2 separate regions of the Sus scrofa genome follow, and region 1 is linked to region 2. A link is a contact called in public Hi-C data. All regions are on one chromosome and are shown on one strand. The core of a region is the stretch at or near the end of the contact, and the rest is flanking DNA. Distances in the headings are between cores, read along the strand shown. Region 1 overlaps ATXN7 (ataxin-7). Region 2 holds the start of ATXN7 (ataxin-7).

The links. Hi-C and Micro-C count contacts between places; a contact is called where the count stands out from the background.
Region 1: a Hi-C map of skeletal muscle shows a contact between it and region 2, with 2.2 times the contacts expected there. The contact joins the enhancer-like site here to the promoter of ATXN7 in region 2. A contact is called at or near these places in 1 of 5 promoter capture datasets (liver), 6 of 47 Hi-C or Micro-C datasets (alveolar macrophages, blood, heart right ventricle and 2 more) and 1 of 2 datasets of contacts at active chromatin or transcription factors (alveolar macrophages).

What each region holds. Positions count from the first base shown.
Region 1 is chr13:45,462,930-45,466,553 of Sscrofa11.1, forward strand. The region is part of intron 5 of ATXN7 (ataxin-7); the gene reads left to right. Among named protein-coding and RNA genes, the nearest start is that of PSMD6, 65 kb to the right of the region's middle. Within about 2 kb of position 1,397, at least 56 of the 83 cell types and tissues checked have an H3K27ac peak or open chromatin away from gene starts, as enhancers often do. A contact at or near this core is called in alveolar macrophages, liver and skeletal muscle, where this site is marked.
Region 2 is chr13:45,354,736-45,358,759 of Sscrofa11.1, forward strand. ATXN7 (ataxin-7) reads left to right here and starts at 1,615. Exons shown (of 14, transcript XR_002337616.1): 1 at 1,615-1,636. THOC7 (THO complex subunit 7 homolog) reads right to left here and starts at 1,498. Exons shown (of 8, transcript XM_003132293.5): 1 at 1,284-1,498. The coding sequence starts at 1,302.

The DNA.
Region 1 (3,624 bases), core at 147-2,646, 110 kb after region 2:
GGGTGGGTGCAGTGAACAGTGCTAAGACTTGTTGCAGTCAGGTAGTACAACAATAGAAATTTTTTCCTGCTAGCTTAAGAAACCAACACTTTGGTAAATGTCTTATTTTTGCTAATTATCTCTGGAAAGATTTGCTCATCCTGTGCTTCTAAGCCTCGCTCATGGCTCTTTCCTTGTGTTCTTCTGATAGTTAAGGACCACCACAGTTTTACACTGTTTGAATGGGAAATATTGGGAGTGGGGCAGTTTTCAGAAAACCATCGGGATGGAAATATCACAGCAATGGTTAGGGTATGAATGCTTGCTGTGAAAATAAAACAGTGTGGCTACTAGTCTTTCGTTGTACAGTAAATTTAGAATTTGTATCTAGTCTACTAGAAGCCATTTCCTATGCCTCACAACTCTTTCCCACCCCTTCCAGGCCAAATCTTTTCCACACATGTAATTCATGACTTTTTGCCAAATATTCTGTGTTGGGTGATGGTATTCTGCAGAGGAATTTCCCCCCTCCTTTTGACATTTAAAAGTGTTCATTCTGAACTATCAGGCATCTGAGTCTATTTATGTGTGCAGCCTTTATAATCATAAAACTCAGATCAGTTGGCTGCTTTTTTTCCATGTCTATTTGACAGTAAGATTTGGCGATTACAACAGGGGAGTAGTGGTGTGGGGAGTGTCATAGCGCTGAGATAAGCAAACAGCTAAACCAGGGAAGACACTGTTTACAAAGAGCCACTTAGAGAAGTTTTTGGATTAAAAGTGTAAAAGGCCCCCAGCTATAGGCAGTCATCCAGTGATTGAACTCTGGATAATAAGGTGTATATTTTTCTGGAAGCAGATATATTTTACACATATGCACAAAAAATGGGTTAAGATTTTTCTTAGTAGATTTAAGAAGGAAAATTATGCTTAGGCATACCAAACTTCTATTTTTTAAAGTATAGATAGTAGGGAAATAGAATGTGGAGAAAGACTGCTGATATTTGTAAAAATGTGTAACATTAAAACTTGTAGGTCCGTCAAGGCTTAAAATGTAGATGTATAATGAATTGTGTAAATTTTCTAACATACCTGGTAGTAGGTGTCAGTTTAAAGTTACTTAGATAAATCAGAGTGTAATTCACATTTTAGCAGGTTAAACTTGTAAATTCCATCTTCCTCAGTTTTGGCCAGCTGCCTTTCAAAGAGAAGGATTAATTTACACCAGCCAGGACGCCTTGTATGACCATATTAGATGAAATTAGACTCCACCCCTTGTTTTCTGTTGATCTGCCAGGACCTTTGTATTTCAAGTGCTTTTTACAGTAGTAGCAAATGTTACATAAGACCAAACATGGAGCATATTTGGAGTTGGTGGGCAGACCCAAATCATGATGCAAGCCTGCAGTAGCAAGTGTGCAATGAAGCACAACCAAATTATGTGAATGGAAGGTAACAAGAAGCCTCTCCAGAACAGCCCTTCCTCCGCACAAGGGCTGAGAGCTTCACTGGGTAAGTTTTCCGAGGCAGTTTTCCGAGGCTGGGCTTGGCTCAGGGCCCAGTTCTGGAGGAGCTTGCAGAAGGTGGGTTAGGTCTTTGCGAACGTGACCCAGACCCACAGTGGTGGGAAGAGTTTGCGCAGGCCTCTTGCCTTCTGGCGCCCGTCCTGCCCCGCCAGCAGGCCAGGCCAGCTTGCTGCTGAAGTGGTGAGGAGAGTGTGCTCTGCAGAGCTAGGATCAGAGGGGTAATCGCAGCAAGAGGGATTAGCTGCTGCCAGCCGTCCACAGGAGCCATTCTGAAATGTCATTTGAGTGATCTGGCCAAAGGTCAAATGCAGGCAGGAGTGGAGTTTGCTATTAACTCCAACAGAATGCTGAGGTTTGCACCCAACAGTTCCCCGTATCTCAAAACAGGGAGAGCATTGGTTACGTAGCTGTCTAAAAATGGAGGGACGTTGTAGCACGCTTGAACTGTTCGTTTTTTATCTCACTTGTGGTAAGCGAGGTTTCATGACGGGCAGTTCACAGTGTTTCCTGTAGAATGTATTTGAAAACTGTTTTGTCAGATACTTCAAATCCACAGCAAAGTTGCAAGCAGAGCCCTGGGTCAAGGGGAAGAAAAACTTCAAAATACAAACAGTAACCCTGGGAAGTCATTCAGTAACTTAAATTGAGTGTATAAAAATTTAATTACTGACTGACTGCCAAAGACTATTTTTTTCAGTTGTGTTATTAAGGTAGCCAGTACGGCTAAGCGGATTCTTCCTGGGCGGGTTGAGTGGCTGTTCTCAAAGTTACCTTAACTCTCTCCTGCCTTGGCTGCAGGCAGGAAGTGCGGTGACAGTTGAGTTTTTTAGTTTTCACTGGATTCACATTTCATGCCTTCTGCAATAATGCGGTGCTTGACCGATGGTGTTAATCGAGGTTGAAATTTAGCTACCGGTTTGTAGGACTTTAAATACAGATTTATAAACCTTGGTTCAGATTGCTGTTAATTCCCTGAAATTGATTTTTCTCGAAACTCTTATTTCTTGTCAGACAGTTTTAGTGTTGCTGATTCTGGTTTCATTTTTGAATATCGAGTTTGGTGTTGATTAGTGGACAGCCCCAGCCTGTAGGCGGGGCAGATGCTGTTTTCTGTCTTCAGAAAGAATAAACACGTGCTGCAAACTCATTGAAAACATTGGCATTGTTTAGTCATGAATCAACCATTCCTTATTAACGGAGCACTTAATGAGGAGGCTTTTTTAAGCCTGTGTTGGGAGTTTGAGGTTTTTGTTATTCCCAGGTTCAAGATCTTGTCACCCCCTCCCTCCCCAATAAAGTGAAATATAAAGACCACAAAACTAATGGGAAATAGCAGTGTGGGGTGACTGATTATAGACTCAACGCAGTACTCTGCAGCAGATGGTGCTGTCATTCCGTTGCACCTTGGACTTGCTGTGTGGTTTTAGGCCTCCAAGGACAGTGCTCCTGGAGAGGATTCCTACACAGAGATACTCATTTTAAAAAGCAAATGAGCAAAACAAAAACAAAGAGAACTCCTCTATTGAGTTCTGTCGGGTTCCCTTAATTCTCTCTCCCCTACCCTTGTGTGCCTGTGTGTAAAAAAAAAAAAAAAAAATTGAATTGGAGTGGAAAGGCATAGCTTGTTTTTTCTTAATTCTCTTTTGGCATTTTTATGATCGCCTTGTATCTTTCATTAGGGAAAAGACTGGGACCCAGACCCAAGCAAAAAATACGATGATGGAGGTGCTTGTATAAGCCTGAGAATGTTGATGCTGGAACTGCACATACTGTTAACAAATGGGCTGCCCAAACTTGTAATGATAAATCACTGAGTGTGCTTTTTCCCCAGCAGATAAAGGATTAAACCAAAGGTTGCTGTAGACTGGTGGATTTTTGGTTTTGGGTCTTTGTTTCTTCTCACGTGTTGAAACCTGAGACATACAAACATTTCAGGTCAATAGGTGGAAGGAGGAGAGACAGAGGAGCAGATTTGGGGAAAATGCTGTGCATCACCCAGAGCAGGAGAGCGCGTTTGTTTCAGGCAGGGTCAGTGCTTGCTGCTTTCTGCCAGTGTCATAGGGGTAACACTGGGTGTTCTGAGGACAGCAGAGAGAGGTGCTTATGCCTGTTAGCAGAG
Region 2 (4,024 bases), core at 365-2,864:
TGGAATGAAGCAAAGTTAAAACTTCCCATAAAGCTCCTGAACCTCGAAGAGTTTGCACTTTACCACTCCTTATCATGATCACAAATTTGGGCCTATTACTCTTCTTCCCATGGCCGGGTCCTTTAATTCAGAGACCCTGCCAACCTCCAACTCTTAAGAAATGTTATCTCTATAGGCACGTAAGGTTACTGGTCATTCTTTCTTCACATAGATCCATCGCCCCTAGGTCTCCCCTTCCCAATGTCAAAGGACTTCCTCACTTCCTAACTGGATAACTTCTTAGGTTCTCCCTCCAGTTGCTCACCATGCTTGTCCACCTTCCCCAAAGTGTCACTTTATTTCTGCTCTCAGTCTGGAGACCACCCCGTGGGCCTCTCCTCACATGGGTCCACCTTCCTCAACTGTCCTCACAACTTTACAGAAACGCAGCTCCCGCCCCTCCCCCACTCTATTCCAGCTGACAAACCACCCTCCCCTACACACAGACACACGTAAAGGAATCTTTTGTTGCCCTGATATATCCTAGGTCTCCTGCCTTATACTGGCTCCACTTAATCCCCCTGGCACAGTCCTTGATGGTCCTTCAGACACCCCGTTCGCATCTATTCTTTTCAGAATTTGTCCCCAGATCCCTCTGCCTACTCGCAGTCCAGGGCCAGTTCTCAGGCCCCAGTGTCATTGTCTGGGGAACGTTCAGTCTGTCCAGAGGACTCCTCCAGGTGTCATCCTCTGTACATTGACAACTCTGGTACTCTCGTCCTGGGACTTCTCCCTTCTTTCTGGATTGCTCAGAAACCCCCGCCCCATCCCTGGAGTTCCCACTATCTACCAGCCCTCTATAGATCCGGACCCCCAGCTGCAGGGCCTCTACCCTTACACCCCTTCGCCGGCTCTTGGACCCTATCACCGCACCAAGGGCTCCCTCACCACATCCTCCGACAGACTGGACCCCTTCCGGCTACCACCCGCCGGCGCACCGCTGCCAGCCTCCCCGGGCCCCCACGTGGGCTCCCGGCCCACCGATGACCCTCCCAGTGCACCCTCCCCACGTCCGGCGAGGCCCCGGGGAGCCCGAGGGGGATGGGGAGGGCTCCGGGAGAGGCCTAAGAGCTCGGGGGGAAGCGGTTGGGAAACCTTGGGTCTCCGAGGGGGCTGATCGCAGAGGCGAGGGGCTCCCGGAAGCCGCGGGGAAGGCCAAGGGTCTTGGGGGAGGCGGCGGCTGGGGGCCGGGGAGGCCGCGCGGCTCGGGGGAGCGGGCCGGGGCGATGGCGAGCGGGCCTCACCGTCAGTCACGGCTCCCATGGCGTGCGCGGCGGCGGCGGCGCAAGCTGAGGCGGCGGTTGGCGGCGGCGGAGGTCAAACTCCCACAATGCAGCCGGGTAAACAGCCATGGAGGAGGAGGCGGCGGCGCCCGCGGCCGCCCGCTCCGCCGCCTGAGCCGTGCCGCGCCGCCGCCGCGGGACCCGCGCTCCCCGCGCTCCCCGCAATTCCCCGGGGCGGCCGCGGCCGGCGCGTGGGGGGCGAGGACAGGCGGGCGGCGGCGGCCCCTGTGCAGCCCCGGCCCCCGTCACCCCCCCCGCCGCCCCCGCCCGGCCCACGCCCAGAGGCCGCCCCGAAGGCCGCCGCCAGCCGCCAGGTGAGTTCGCCCGCGCGTCGCCGGGGTAGCGGGGCTGCGCTGGGTCCGAGCCCCCCGCGCCTCCCCGGGGATGGCGACCGCGGCCCCCGCCACCCCATTCCCGCCGCCGCCACCGCCGCCGGGGGTGGGCTGGCTCCCCTGGGGGGCGGGGCGGGCGGCGAGGGCGCCGGGTCGCGACTGAGCCCGGGAGTCTGGGGACCCGGGGCACGCAGGGGGCGCAGCGTGAGGGTCCCCGCGAAGTTGTAGCCCACGCGCGCCCGGTCGGGTCTCGCACGCGGGCACTTGCGCGGGGCGCGGCCGGCAAGCGAAAAAGGCCCCGGGTTCCAGGTGGCGCGGTTCCGGCCCCGGCGGCCGCCCCCTTCCCCTTGGGACACACACGAGTGCTAGGAAAGGGGGACCGAGGAACTTAGCGATCTCCGGGTGGAGTTCGCGTAGCCACTGGGAGTCGGGTGCCTGCCGTCTTTCCCGTGCGCAGGAACCCCGGTCGGTGATCGGGATGGGGTGCTTTCATTTATTTTTCTCTCTGCTTTTCCAAAACCGACCCTGTGACGGTCCCCATCTTAAGGGGAAGTCGAAAGTGAAGGGGGAGGGAGGTGCTCAATGAGAAACGTTGCCTTGTGTGTAGAGTTAACACATTTCCGGAGCACACTGCCCATGATATTGGCATCTCGTCCCCAAAGTCGCTTTGATTCAACTTGGATGAGTTTCTCGTAAACGGCAATATTTCGGTGGTGAGAGGCGAGAGGAGACGAGCACCTGATTTGAGTACGGACTGATTTGATCACCTGTGGGATAGCTTCAATGAGGCTCAAGAAGCAGGTCTGAGTTTTGAACTTAGCTTTGATGTTTTATTGAGTTATAGTCCCATTTTTCTGTCCCACGAATTCCCTGCCTCTTCATATCTGGGAGGAAGCAATTATGGAAGATGGATTTGGTTGGTTCCTTAATCAAATTGGGTTCAGTCTCCCAGTTATCTCTCAGTTGTTCAGAGAGGAAGAGTTAGGCATGCAAATGTGTGACAGTGAAGGGTGTATCACCACTAGCTAGAAATCAGTGTGCATAAAATTTTATTTATATATATGAAGTTGAAACTTTAGTAATGCTCTTCAGTTGTGCTTTAAAGAGCACCTTTGACTTTTAGCACAAAGGCGAAAACAAAACCAACTTGAGTGAATATTTTGAGGTGTTGCCCTCCTCACAGTGAGAAACGTCCTGGCTTTGAAATAATATTGGCCTCAATGTTGGCCATGCATGGGTTTCAGTCTGTTCATTTTCTTGGCTTACAGGGATAGAAGACCCTCTAACCAAAAGAAGAATTACTTTAAATCTTAAGTACTGCATACTGTAAATTGAAAGTGTCAGTTGCTATCTATTCCACCTGCCATTTTGGCAGGGATCCTTGTTTAAAAGGTAATTGTCAGGAGTCCCCTTGTGGTGCAGTGGGTTAAGGATCTGTCATTGTCACTGCAGTGCAGATTTAATCCTTGGCCCTGGAACCTCTACATGTTGGGGGCGCTGCCAAAAAAAAAAAACAAACCCAAAAAACAAAAAAACCCACAACAACAACAACAAAAACAAGGAATTGTCAAATGGTAAAATGATGTACTTAACTTTTTGACTTACTTGTTACTTAGCCTTATCACCATAATACTGATTTGAAAACAGTATCTAGTAACTTCATTAAAGTAATCTGTGATGTTTATGGGAAAGTATCACTTCCCCCTTTAAGTTTTCATGAGACAGTCTATCCATCAGTCATAGATGGGAGTCCTGCCTGAATGCTTTTCTAAAGTCACTTGGTATTTTGTTGGACAATGCCTGAAATATTCCTAAGTAATAAGACTGAAAGAGATTGTAAAGATCTGAAAGTTTGAGATATACCACAAAAAACACATTCCTGAAAGTTCTTGACTCAAGTAATGGGAAACACAGCAAAATTTGAGCTTTTCTGAACTTTTAATAGTCTACGTTGTCAGTCATGTTAACTTGCAATTGCATTGACACAGATCTTTGTGTTGAACATTAAAGAATTCTTTTAATTGACTTGTCTCGTGTAATTAGAGAACATCTTTTAATCTTGCAAGAGGTCTTTTCATATGATTTATTATATATTAACATGTTCATGAATGTTAAAGTAGGATAGACTCAAGCTCTATGCCATACTGACATTTCTTCCTTTCCTAGAGAAAACTCTGAGGGTAGAAAAAGTGGCAGGTTTTAAACTGTAACAAAACTGATTTGGGGGATCCTGTTGTGGTACACTGGAAACCATCCAACTAGGAACCATGAGTTTGTGAGTTTGATCCCTGGCCTCTCTCAATGGGTTAAGGATCCGGCATTGCTGTGAGCAGTGGTGTAGGTTGCAGACTCGGCTCGGATCTGGCGTGG